2 separate regions of the Mus musculus genome follow, and region 1 is linked to region 2. A link is a contact called in public Hi-C data. All regions are on one chromosome and are shown on one strand. Each heading gives the region's core, a stretch centred on a gene start, on an enhancer-like site or on the middle of the called end of the contact. The rest is flanking DNA. Distances are from core to core; before and after follow the strand shown.

What was found. A called contact is a pair of places that touch in the nucleus more often than the background predicts.
Region 1: a Hi-C map of cerebellar granule neurons shows a contact between it and region 2, with 2.4 times the contacts expected there. The contact joins two enhancer-like sites. A contact is called at or near these places in 10 of 484 Hi-C or Micro-C datasets (brain, cerebellar granule neurons, cerebellum and 3 more), 1 of 115 datasets of contacts at active chromatin or transcription factors (embryonic stem cells) and 3 of 9 other capture datasets (adipose tissue, liver and pancreatic islet).

What each region holds. Positions count from the first base shown.
Region 1 is chr9:28,488,449-28,491,595 of GRCm38.p6, forward strand. The region is part of intron 2 of Opcml (opioid binding protein/cell adhesion molecule-like); the gene reads left to right. Among named protein-coding and RNA genes, the nearest start is that of Gm39313, 94 kb to the left of the region's middle. Within about 2 kb of position 1,578, at least 1 of the 459 cell types and tissues checked has an H3K27ac peak or open chromatin away from gene starts, as enhancers often do. A contact at or near this core is called in cerebellar granule neurons, where this site is marked.
Region 2 is chr9:28,404,693-28,407,436 of GRCm38.p6, forward strand. The region is part of intron 2 of Opcml (opioid binding protein/cell adhesion molecule-like); the gene reads left to right. Among named protein-coding and RNA genes, the nearest start is that of Gm39313, 9.9 kb to the left of the region's middle. Within about 2 kb of position 1,354, at least 6 of the 459 cell types and tissues checked have an H3K27ac peak or open chromatin away from gene starts, as enhancers often do. A contact at or near this core is called in cerebellar granule neurons, where this site is marked.

The DNA.
Region 1 (3,147 bases), core at 328-2,827, 84 kb after region 2:
GATCCTGAACTCCCTCAGTTGTCTATACACCTTTGTTCATCTCTCTTTCCATTCAGGATTCTCAGAACAAAGGAGAGTTGGGCCTTGCCTGCAGCTGACTGTAGTTCAGGAGGGACCTAGTTGAGTGTGGAAGGGAAGAAGACAGGAGGCTTTTTGAGTCTCCGTTTTCATGAGTAAAATGAGGAAATAACAGTATGCACTCAGGATCTGAGGACAACAGGGGGTTTTAAGCAGAGTTCTGAGCAGAGTGCTCAGAATAGCAACTACGTTATGTACATTTATATGCTTTTCTTTTTGTGTTATGAATTAATTTCCCATGTGCTGTTAATTAGATGCAGGGAAGAAATTCTCTAGAAGTGATGCCTGCCTTGAATTTCAGGCATTGTGGAAAGCAAGGCAGGGTAAAGACCTACTGAGGTTCCTTGTCCTACCTCCACTGGACCCTCCAGCAGAGCCTCTTCGGATGGCAGTACCAGGTCCCTGCAAACCTGAGGTATTTTGTCTTCTTTCAGTTCCTCAGTCCTTGACATGTAGATAGAAGGGCAAAGAAAATTAATCATGTTGAAATAAAATTGTGAAAATAGTTTTAAATGAGATATGCTTTGTGATTTATGTGTTAAATTAAATCTGACAGTGAGCCTAACAATTAATAAGTGTGAAGCAGTATATTTCCAGATAGGGACAACAAGTACAGACTGGATTCTGCTATGCTTTCTTCGAGGAAGAAGGTCAGAGTTACCAGCCACCCCTTGGAATCGGGGCTCTGCAGTTATAAATAAGGGGTGCACTACATTTCAATTAGACGTTAGTGGATACCAAAATGTAATTTTCCTCCCTATTAAAGTGGTCAGACATCTCTGAATTCTAGTTACAGGCCCCAAGGAACTGACTATAGCTTCCATATTCATAACTTCTGCTCTGCATTGCCTTCTGGATCACTGAGGGACTTTTGTTTAGAAAGGGCATGAAAAGATGTATGGGACATGTCAGTTGTCTATGATTGGGAGGAGAAGCAGCGAGCCAGAATTGCTGTTTTTATCTGGGTTATGCTACTGGGATGCATAATTATTTGCTGAGTAACGGCTAGCTTTCCATCTAAATGTAAGCTCAGTTGACAGAGGTTTAGGAGGTAAGAACACTGCAATAAGCTTAATTACCAATTACAAAGTTACATATCCAACCCTTTCCTGACTTTAAACAATAACCTCTCACTCTGGGTAGTTTCCTTTCCAATCATGGATTGAATTACACAAACTGTACACATGGCTACATTTAAATCTGAACCAAAATATAAGTGAGCATGCACACACACACACACACACACACACACACACACACACACACACACACACTTATTTTTCACCATGCAGAATTGTAAGGTAAACAAATGGTTTAACTTCCAACACCCTGTCTGGCCTTAATTGATTCTTCTTACCCAACTGTGCATTTTAACATGTTTCAAGTTAGAGAAATCTTCTAGCACTAATTCGACACTGCAACCGTTTATGAGCCCTTTAATGGGCAGAGAGGGATTGATCTAATGTCTCAGCATGGTTGAGAAGCATGCTGAGTGGCACCTGCTTGGTACCAAGGGCTGAGCAGGGGCCAGCGTCTGTAACAACTAAGAGTAGGAGAGCATTTCCTCACATGAGACACAAATGCTGATGGAGGGGTAGGTACCCTCCAAGCAAGTTAAACTCTGCCTGGTGAGAAGGATGGCATCTTAGAAGTTTATTTATTCAAAGAAAACTAAGGATAATATTTAATATGGAAACCACGTTTTCCAGTTTGAACTTCCTAGATGGGGAAGAAAGGTTGTCTTCTCATCTTCAGCCCCATCGAGGATGTTTAGAAAAACTTCTGACTTTCACAGGATCGAAATGTAAAGGAGGAGAGCATTGTTGGCCCACACTCAATGGAAAAGAACCGGCAACTACTGAAACCTGTGCCTTAGATGTGTCTGTAACTTGGCCAAGAAGAGTAGCCTCTGTCTCCTCAGTGGGAATGACCTCATTTTTGGATGCTTGTCCTTGCTCAGTCATTAGCTAACCTGCTGGGACTACTTTGCCTTCTCTGCTGGTCCTGATCCGGTCTGATCCTTTCTTCATGGAGCTGTGCTTTGCGATTACTGGCCTCTCTTGAGGATTATATTCTTTGAGACATGAGCATGACTTCTGCCTGGCTCCATGCTAGTGTCCATAGCAAGATGACCTCTTTATGTGGGGATCTCCACAGCATGGGATGATAGCATCTCCCTTCATCCTGGCCTGCTCGGTTCCCACCTGTCTTCTCATGTCATTTCACTACAGTTGGCATATTATGTCATTCCATGTTTATTTTTGTTATGAATAACCATGACATTTAGATTTATTTCCTGCAGGGAACAGCTTTTTCTGGTGTCTCATCAAAGCCTAAAATAATCATCTAAGACCACTAAGGGTAGCAGGGCTTATTCTTAGTGTAAGATAAAAAACCTAGTACAGTTAGAGGTTTCCTGTGGACACTTGGGAAAGAAGCATGAAGTTGGTGTTCAGCAACCTGTACAGAACAAATGAGTTAATTAAATAGACATATCTTCAGATGATAGTGCTACATCCTTAGAAGTCTGAACCTTGGACTGTAACTATAAGTTTTGGATGTAAGCCACATCTGTTCCTATTCTAGCTGCCCCCAAATTGACATAAACATCCATTAGGTTTATGAACCAGCTGCAAGCCTAGGCTGTGCAGGTTCTGACCTATTCTAACTCTCTAAGGGTGCTTAGTTCCCAACCACATGGTCCTTTCCCATTAGTCTGAGTCTGCCCTGGCCTTCTCAGGTCTATCTGTGTACTCGTGGCAAATCTCTTGGCAGCCTGTTCATCCTGACTTCTCCTGGATCTTTGGCTTCATGACCACCTTTGGTTTCTCTAACTTCTTTTCCTCATTGTTCTTCCTCTACCTCCCTCTACGTGGAATCCCTGGCTGGGATCAGAAGTCCAGCCTTTATATCTCTTCTGCTCACTCACAGACTGATCAGTTATTAACAAATCAGAAATAATTAGGGAGAATTCTTTACACAACATTGATGCAGGAGATGTTTCAATAATAACAATGATACTAGTGTCTTGGCTGTAACCATATTTCTGGGCACAGAAATCAGCATCTG
Region 2 (2,744 bases), core at 104-2,603:
CACACCCGGACGAGACACTGCGTAGTTAACTAAATACCCTTGGATTTTTCTTCCAGGCCAGGAGGATGTGATGACACAGGATCGCCCTCAGCTAACCATCTGTGATGGCAGCGTGTGTTGGGGCTATTTCACAATTGAAGGCTTTAGATTTCCTGTGCCAGGGCACGACTTTTTATGAGTCTTAGGAAGACACAGCCCCTCAGTCTAACCCTGTGCGGTGCACTTGGGCCCTGATGCAAATTATGAGGCCTTTGTGTTTTTATGGGCTGGGACCAAGAAGAGCAAGCATGTAGCTTTTATGCACCGACATCATTCCTGTGTGAGAAGCACAATAGGGAAGCTTTTTGTTTTAGCTTAATGAGTTACAGAGAATCACTTCCATGCTCCAGGCAGAGGGGTGGAGATGCTTGGAATATGAACCTTTGGGGACTGGGCCTGCTGCAGCAGAGACTTTAATAAAAATGCAGCCACCACTTTCCACGAGCTCAGCAGATATCATCTTTTATCCCTTTAATGAGGCAGTTCTGGTCCTAGGAGACAGATTCAGGGACATCCCAGCTTAAGTATGTCTCAGTGTACACAGGGTGAATGTGTTTGCCCTGCCTATGACTTTGATGGTTATAGTGAAAATAAAATATTCTGACCCAGATTCTGCAGCCAGAATGCCTGGCTTCTACAAGGAGATATTGAGGGTGGGATTTCCTTCTTCCTGTTCTCTGTGCTTTTCCTTGTGGAGTCCTTCCAACACACACAGATATCTCCCAGAGGAAGAAATCTTTTCACATGAACCCTAGGGTTAAATTTGGATCCCTTCTGCCTTGGGAGGTTCGTAGGTAAATCATCTTTTCAGCTAGTGAAAGATCCCAAAGTCCTGTCTTCTTGACCTGCATGGTCCTAAAGACAGCATGAGTTACAAGTGCTTCTCATCTTTTGAGCACCCCTTAGCTTGTAGTGGATGAGAGTGCCTTATCCTTATTGTGTTGCTTCAAGGAAAGTTCCAGGTCTGCTCTTTGAGGTATGATTTGTGGGACTTCACTTTTGCAGGGGACTGGTGGTTCAAAGGTGCCAAAAGCATCTAACCGCAGTGTATGTGAACCCAGGAAATGTGGATAGTAGTAGTAGTGGCAAAAGAGTTTCAACACTGCCAAATACCTCTTGTTCTTTCAGTCTTTTGTTAGAGGCAATGAATTGTTTCATAAACAAGGGGGATATCACTAATAAATTTACAAATTCTGCTGTCCTCCTCCTTCCTGTCCCTGAAAATTAAATAAAAAACTTAGAAACTTGAGCTTCTGCCTTCTGGGTGCAGTAAGACAGTTCTACCAGCAGAGGGCGAGCTTCAAGCTTCAATCTCTCTCTCTCTCTCTCTCTCTCTCTCTCTCTCTCTCTTATTAGCTACTGGCCTGTTTTCATGATCTTCAATTCTAATGTTTAACAGCTGGGCTTGGTAATGGGAAAGGGGAATAAAAAAGGAAAAGCTGAATGGTTGCTTTTCATGCTTTGTGGAAACAACAATGTGTATGTTCAACTATGACTGCTGCTGCTTACCTGACCGTTGTGGTAGCTGACTTTTAAAAGTCAGCACAAGCCATGTTGATTTTGTCTCTCTTCTCTCTTCTGCCCCTTTCCCCTGCTATAGACAAACCTATCCCTGTGCCCACCTATTACTCTCTGGATCTCCTCTACAGATTTTACCTCGTGTAATCTTCTCTTCCATTGCTCTAATCTTACAAGGTGCCTCCACCGGACACTCTTTTCTTGTTACCTATGGTCTCCTTCACTTCTTCCCACCATCATTAATTCTTACTATTCTCTATGCTAAAATAGCTTGCTACTACCTCAACATTTCTTGAAAGAACATAAACAGTCCATGCAGATTTCTGCAGCTCAGCTTTCAACCTCTCTCTTTTTCCTTGTCTACTAATCTGTTCTATGAGCTGTGTTCCTTTCTTATCAGTAAGACGAGGTACTCAGTTGTTTCACTGAGAGGCCATGTTCTCAGTAAGGGGAAACCCACAGTCTTGGCCTCAGGGAAATCTATCATATGGTTTTTGGTAGTATTTTTGTTTTCTAAAACTTACAATTCATTTTACCTCTTCATTTTTTGCAATACTGGGGATCAAACTCAAGGCCTTATGCATGCTAGATAAGAGTAGTGCTATAGCCTTATAGATTTTCCTATAGCCTTATAGCTCTATGTAAAATGACTTTTATGACTCCTTGAAAGAGTTCATTAGGGGTTTATTTCTTGGGAAGTTAGTGTTCCGAATGTATCAACGAGTTAAATGATACACCTATCAGAATTAGTAAACCCCCTTGAAGGTGTCTGTTCCAGGTCACATGACCTCTTAGTTCCTAAATCCTGAACAAAGTCAGGCAAGGAGCAGAGACCAGAAGGTAAAGCCAAGATATCCTAAGCTTGTGTACACACTCAATTCCCTGTGAAAATTTCCCCAGCTCAGAGAGGACAATTGCTTCCTGTGGGAGATCAGTTTTGTTTTGACAGGCCCTTGATTGTGCTGAGAGACCTTAGGAAGTGACGTGCTACAGCATGCTACAGAAGACTGAAGTTTTCAGTATAGATAAAAACTCATTTTATATAAATGAGGCCATATTATCATCCCTGTAACTATTCATAGGGCTGCTTGGAAAGTAAAAATAATTATTTTAATACTGAGTTATTTTGCCTTTTCGAAGAGAGATGATATGGAAAATGGAGGTGCTATTCTTTATAGTTGAATTAT